Regions from separate parts of the Anser cygnoides genome. Here region 2 is linked to region 1. The links are chromatin contacts, called in public Hi-C maps. All regions are on one chromosome and are shown on one strand. Each heading gives the region's core, a stretch centred on a gene start, on an enhancer-like site or on the middle of the called end of the contact. The rest is flanking DNA. Distances are from core to core; before and after follow the strand shown. Region 1 overlaps C14H5orf58 (chromosome 14 C5orf58 homolog). Region 2 holds the start of FOXI1 (forkhead box I1).

What was found. A called contact is a pair of places that touch in the nucleus more often than the background predicts.
Region 2: a Hi-C map of liver shows a contact between it and region 1, with 2.2 times the contacts expected there. The contact joins the promoter of FOXI1 here to the enhancer-like site in region 1. A contact is called at or near these places in 3 of 7 Hi-C or Micro-C datasets (granulosa cells and liver).

The regions. Positions count from the first base shown.
Region 1 is chr14:14,920,410-14,923,378 of Taihu_goose_T2T_genome, forward strand. The region is part of intron 2 of C14H5orf58 (chromosome 14 C5orf58 homolog); the gene reads right to left. Among named protein-coding and RNA genes, the nearest start is that of C14H5orf58, 20 kb to the right of the region's middle. Within about 2 kb of position 1,707, at least 2 of the 3 cell types and tissues checked have open chromatin away from gene starts, as enhancers often do. A contact at or near this core is called in liver, where this site is marked.
Region 2 is chr14:14,971,850-14,975,094 of Taihu_goose_T2T_genome, forward strand. FOXI1 (forkhead box I1) reads right to left here and starts at 1,532. Exons shown (of 3, transcript XM_066977089.1): 1 at 1-1,532.

The sequences.
Region 1 (2,969 bases), core at 457-2,956:
TCAAGCTGACACCCAGAGCAAGGGAAAAAAAAAACAAACAACAAACCAAACAAACAAAAAGAACAATGTACAGCAAAAAAAAAAAAAAAAGTGCTTTGTAGCTTGGGACCGTGGAACTATGAAGATGAGTTAGAATGTGTTGAATAGATATGATCACCTGAATTTACAGCTTGCATGCAAGAACAACATGATAAGCCATTCAGAAGAAACTCAAAATTGAGACCTAGAATATAATCTTCATTCCTCCATGGCTAAATTCTTGCATACTGTAGCCTCGTTATTTTCTTAGTAACTGGCTCAAAGCTTCTATTCATAACACAAAATCTCATGTTATGAAATCTGCATATGATGAATGCATATAAATCTTTCTCTTGCAAACTTCTCATTAACACAATTCCCACCATTAGTAGAATCTGTTATTGGTCAATACTGGGTTGAAAAGCTAATTACCTTACAGTCTTTGTATTGCACTTAATAATTATTTAGAGTCTAGAAATGAGAATAAAAATGTTTTATTCTTTACTCAACATGAAATCATCTTCATTTATGTTCCTGGAAAATGACTAAGAGACTGAGAAAGACTACCTCTGCTGCCAGGCTTTCATAATGTACTGACTTAATATGCTGACCTGTGCAGAAATGTATTACAGAACAATATTTTTGCTTTCAGTGCTGCATTTACTGTAAATTTGCATTCTTCCAGGAAAATTCTGACAGATATATATAACATCACAGACCTGACTTCAACAGGGTCACTTAGCTATTATTGGTTCCACTAACCGTTTTTTTGAAAGAAGACCTAGCAGTTGAATTTGATGCCAGGGCTGAAGACACAGAAACAGAGAGGACCTATGCAAGACACTGGAAAAGCAGAGAAAAGATTTCCTTCCCTTAAGCTGTAGAAGTTATCACCCTGCCATCACTATTAAGCAGTCCCTGCTTCTGAGCTCACAACAGAAACAGTGCCCAAGACGCTCCTTCCATACCAGGGTTCCTATTTCCATTAATCACACTGCCATCACATGCGCTAAGTGGCAATAGCCCTTCGTCTCCTCTGCAAAGCTTAATCAAGTGTTGCCAAAATTACTCAATTCTGCCCAGCCAACAGCATCCTAATTATCCTGTATTTTATGACATGCCACAAATATTCAATTAAAACTAGCCCAAGTAGTTTGTTATTCTTGTTGATGATCACATAGATTTCACTGCTAGTCACAGCCTAAAAGGCATAGTTGACAGGGCCCTTACAAAGTTACCAGGAAAAAAAATGACATTTTCAGACATTACAAATTAATGTAGACTTTATTAGCAAACCATTCATTTATTGGCTGTTTTATTCCTTATGAGCAAACTTTTCTCTCTTGTGAAAGCCTATTCTGCCCTAACAAATAGGAAGCATTGTCAAAAATGCCTACATCCACACAGTTTAAGTAGTAGATTTACATCTTACATCCAAGGTACTATTAACACGTGAAATCACCATGTTTCTAACAGGGCAGAATAGCCAGTAACTTAAAAGTATGAGGTCTGGTAGACTGGAGCTACTGCTTAAATGAGAAAGCATCTCGTATCACCATCCTATCCACTCCTATGTTTGTGATAATTGTATTTAGATTTAGAGAAAATCTGTTTGCTAACTTTCAAATAACCACTGAATAATTTAATCAGCAGTCAGTAATAAGATATGGATTCCAGAATAAGACACTGACAATGAAAAAGGAAGTCAAGCACACCATTGAAAATTCATTGCCATTTTCCTGACTTGACTGCTGCACTGTCTTTTGTACCCTTCCCTTTATAAAGTCTTAGACCTCAAAGCTCAAAACGTTACTTATTTGCTTTTTTTCCCTGTAATGGCTATATTGATGAATCAGAAATTTTTTTGCTAAGATCTCATTTATCTTCACATGCAGAAAAAAAAAAGGAAGAAAGTTAATGAGCAATAAACTCCTCTTACTTTACTACAGAATTTTTGAAATGCTGTCCTTCCACTTGTTCACAAATCCTCATGAATACACATGCACAATGACACACATAAGTTCAGTCTGTGTTTGCATGTTTGCAGATCAGTTCAATACTACATGATCTTTATCAGTGTTATTACGAAATGTCTTCACAGACTAGTCTGTGACACTTCAGAAGCTGCTGAAATGGATTTCTGGTTGCCAAGAGGCTTATCTTTTATCTTTTACCTCTGAATAACAGAACAGACTGTCTATTGTTGGCATTTTTCACAGTTTGATTTTTTTTAAGTACCAAATTTTACAGCAAAGATATAAATCCAATTCATCTGCCTTTTTCACCCCTCTAAAATCACTCTCTCCCTGGTGTTTATCTTGAAGCTTGAAATTGAAATAATGGGGGAAACACAAACTGTATCATAAAATATATATACAAAAGATATGAGTATCCTCATTTAATGCTCTTTTCAGACAAAGAAAATGAAATGAAAACCTTTAACTCTTCCTCACCTACCTGCGCTAATAAACGCTGTACATGCATCAGTATCAGTATATCACGCGCCTTTGCATCAGGTACACTACTCAGAAGAATAAACATTTCTCTGAGAACTGATTTCAGAAAAGAAAAAAAAAATCCAACTCTTACACTCTGTAAGTTAGGGGAAGTTGTTACTAAGTGGAGGGGGGACAGAAGTAGGGCCTAGCAGGATTCTCCAGGTAGAGTTTGCTACTGCGCCTTGACCGGGCCCACACTGAGCGAGCAGCCAGGTGTGGGTGTGAGCACCATCACTGTGGACTTCTGTGTTCCACATGCTTTTAGGGTTTCAGAAAAGTTTCATTACATGTAGTGATCTCAAATGAGCAAGCACAGACATTTAACATTTCCAGTGCCATAAAACTTCAAGCCTCTCTTACAAATTGCTTTCAACTTCACTCAGTATTTTCCTGTATTTTCATCATCCTACAGCAAATGATTCATGCTCCACTTGAATAAGAAATGCTGAGAGT
Region 2 (3,245 bases), core at 282-2,781, 51 kb after region 1:
GCAGAGTTGTAAGGATAATAAAATTGTTAGGGATTTATCCTATTCCAAAGCAGTTGTTAATGCTCGTCAGTGCAATAGATATCAAATCTCATTATGACTTTGGGTATTGATGGCTGGTAAATTCCACAGTACAATCTGTTGCTGAAAAATTTACCAGCCATCAATTGCTAAAAAAAAATAAAAAAAATAAAAAAATCACATTCAAACTGAGTCAAATATTCCAACTTCACTTCCTCAGCAGTTTTCCAGCATCATTGCATTTATTTATTTATTAATTTTTCATTGCAGGATGTACCTTGCCTATACCTTAAACTCATTTTAAATGAAAGAGTCTGTTCCATCACTCCCACTAGCAATGCAGCAAGCAGCAAAATAGCCAAAGAACAAAAGTTGTGAATATCAAATGGGATGAAGAGAGTACCTCAACCTCTGAATTTGTTTTGTTGCTGAAATTTCACTAACTTTAGTAACACAACACAAAAGCATTAACCTCACCATTACCTGTTCTTCTAAGAGCTGTGAGCCTGTGCTTGGCATAGATTTATCCATTTTTGCCAGTTCATGTTCAGAACTGCTCTTCAGCCAATGTTTACAGTAAAATGGCTGCTGCCTGAAAACACTGAGCAGAATATAGCAGTTGGTGCTAAAAACTCCATTACCACTCAGCCTCCTTGATGCCCTCCAGATTGAAAAAAAAATTCCAGTATAACTCCTATACAGCCTCCTTGTGTTAGCAATCGTGGTTGTAAATGGCCTCTGCGTTTCAAAGCTCACCGAAAGCAGAACATTCCACCAAGTTAATTTGAATGAGTTCTGTTCTTCACAGGCCAGGATGGTGCCTGATTTCTTGTTTATCAATTCAAACGTGATGAAGTAGGACACACTCCCAACTCTGTCCTCCACACTACTAAGAATACAGAGTTCATGTGATACATTAATAATACAACTAGGCAACTTTATTTACACAGCGTTTTACTATTTTTAGTTTAACATATTGGTCTGAGTTAACTTGTTGATTGTTGTGATCAACTATTAACTGCCTAAAAATGAACTTTGATCTGGATAGGCTGGACCGATGGGCTGAGGTCAACTGCATGAAGTTCAACAAGGCCAAGTGCCGGGTCCTGCACCTGGGGCGTAACAACCCCAAGCAGCGCTACAGGCTGGGAGGTGAGTGGTTAGAAAGCTGCCTGGCAGAGAAGGACCTGGGAGTACTGGTTGATAGTCAGCTGAATATGAGCCAGCAGTGTGCTCAGGTGGCCAAGGCGGCCAACAGCACCCTGGCTTGCGTAAGAAGCAGTGTGGCCAGCAGGTCTAGGGAAGTGATTGTCCTCCTGTACTCTGCTCTGGTGAGGCCGCACCTTGAGTACTGTGTTCAGTTTTGGGCCCCTTGCTACAAGAAGGACATGGAGGTGCTCGAGAGAGTCCAGAGAAGGGCAACGAAGCTGGTGAGGGGTCTGGAGAACAAGTCTTACGAGGAGCGGCTGAGGGAGCTGGGGTTGTTCAGCCTGGAGAAGAGGAGGCTCAGGGGAGACCTCATCGCTGTCTATAGGTACCTTAAAGGAGGCTGTAGAGAGGTGGGGGTTGGTCTATTCTCCCACATGCCTGGTGACAGGACGAGGGGGAATGGGTTAAAGTTGCGCCAGGGGAGGTTTAGGTTGGATATTAGGAAGAACTTCTTTACTGAAAGGGTTGTTAGGCATTGGAATGGGCTGCCCATGGAGGTGGTTGAGTTGCCATCCCTGGAGGTCTTTAAAAGACGTTTGGATGTAGCCCTTAGTGATATGGTTTAGTGGAGGACTTGTTAGTGTTAGGGCTGAGGTTGGACTAGATGATCTTGGAGGTCCCTTCCAACCTAGACGATTCTGTGATTCTGTGATTCTGTAACTTTGTCAATTTAAAATTCTGCACTTCTGTAATTTTGAAAAAATCCAATCTTTCGTGTGCAAGACTGTGGTGTCCCATGACAGACAGTGAGAATCCCTGCCTTAATGACTCTTTAAAGAAAGGTAACACAAGTCTGACAACTAGAGGAAACCCCAAAAGCCAGCCCAAACACAACCAACAAGGAAAATGAAAGCAGAGATCCAGTGATACCGAATGTATCTCTGGACTCCATAGTGAACAAGCAACGTGGTACCTACTACTTCACCCAAAATTCCACTCTGTAACAGGAAAGACTACAGACTGCAAATTATACAGAAAAAAAAAGCCTACTGTCAAGCAGTACCTACAACAAATTCACAGATGTATCGCACATTAAGTCTTAGTTCAAGAACAAAATGTGTTCCTGGGGTCCATAAAATCTTTATGAAAATTCTCCTTCCCACTGTGTTCAGAAACATGACCCTACTGACTTCACTCTGAACACTTTCCTCCAGGTTACTGCAGCTTATTTTTACTGAATTTTTAAGAGTACTAAATTCAAAAGAGCCTGAATAATTGAGTTGTCATTTCATAATGAGAACTTGTACAGTTTGCTGTACATTACGTTGTACAAACAAGGACAGATTGAACACCCAAGCTAGTGCCAAATCAATTCAAGAATGCTCCAGAATACCTTGATATAGCAGAATGCAAACATTTGCCATCTAAGACCAGACCTCGTACTCCACTGACAGCAGCTGTTCTGGAGCTAGACCACTCCATCATAGATAAATCCCAGTGCCTGTGTCTAAAATTCAGACATCTAGTTAACTGAACACAATGGCATGCAGCTTAAATGCATCTTACATTGTTGCAGCTTGACAGCTTTCTGCAAGTCAACACACAAAACTGTAGCTGCATATGCAGCCTCTCCTATTCCATGCTAAACACAGATTCTTACAGACCCATGTTACTCAATCATTACCTTAGTGCCAAGCAATCCCAAAAGCCGGGCTGTTACTGTCCAGTCTATCTGAAATGTCTGCGAGAATTGAAATTAACTCTGGCAGAAAACACACATGAAAACATTATTGTCTCCATAAATGCTTTTCTGACCTTGCATGTTGAGAGGTGGTGGAGCCATACAGATTACACATGAAGCTACACATGCTTCATTAATTCCCTGGGACAGCAGCCAAAGCCTAACCCCATCCTGAAGTAAATTTCTACCCTTTGTGCTTCACTTATATATATATAAAAAAAAAAGGAAGTCAAATAAGGTTGGATGCCACCTGAGAATAGCCCCTTCTGCATACACGAGCTAAAGGCCTGTTCAGCTTTTGACAGAAATTACAGTAATCAGTGTTGAGATTTATGCT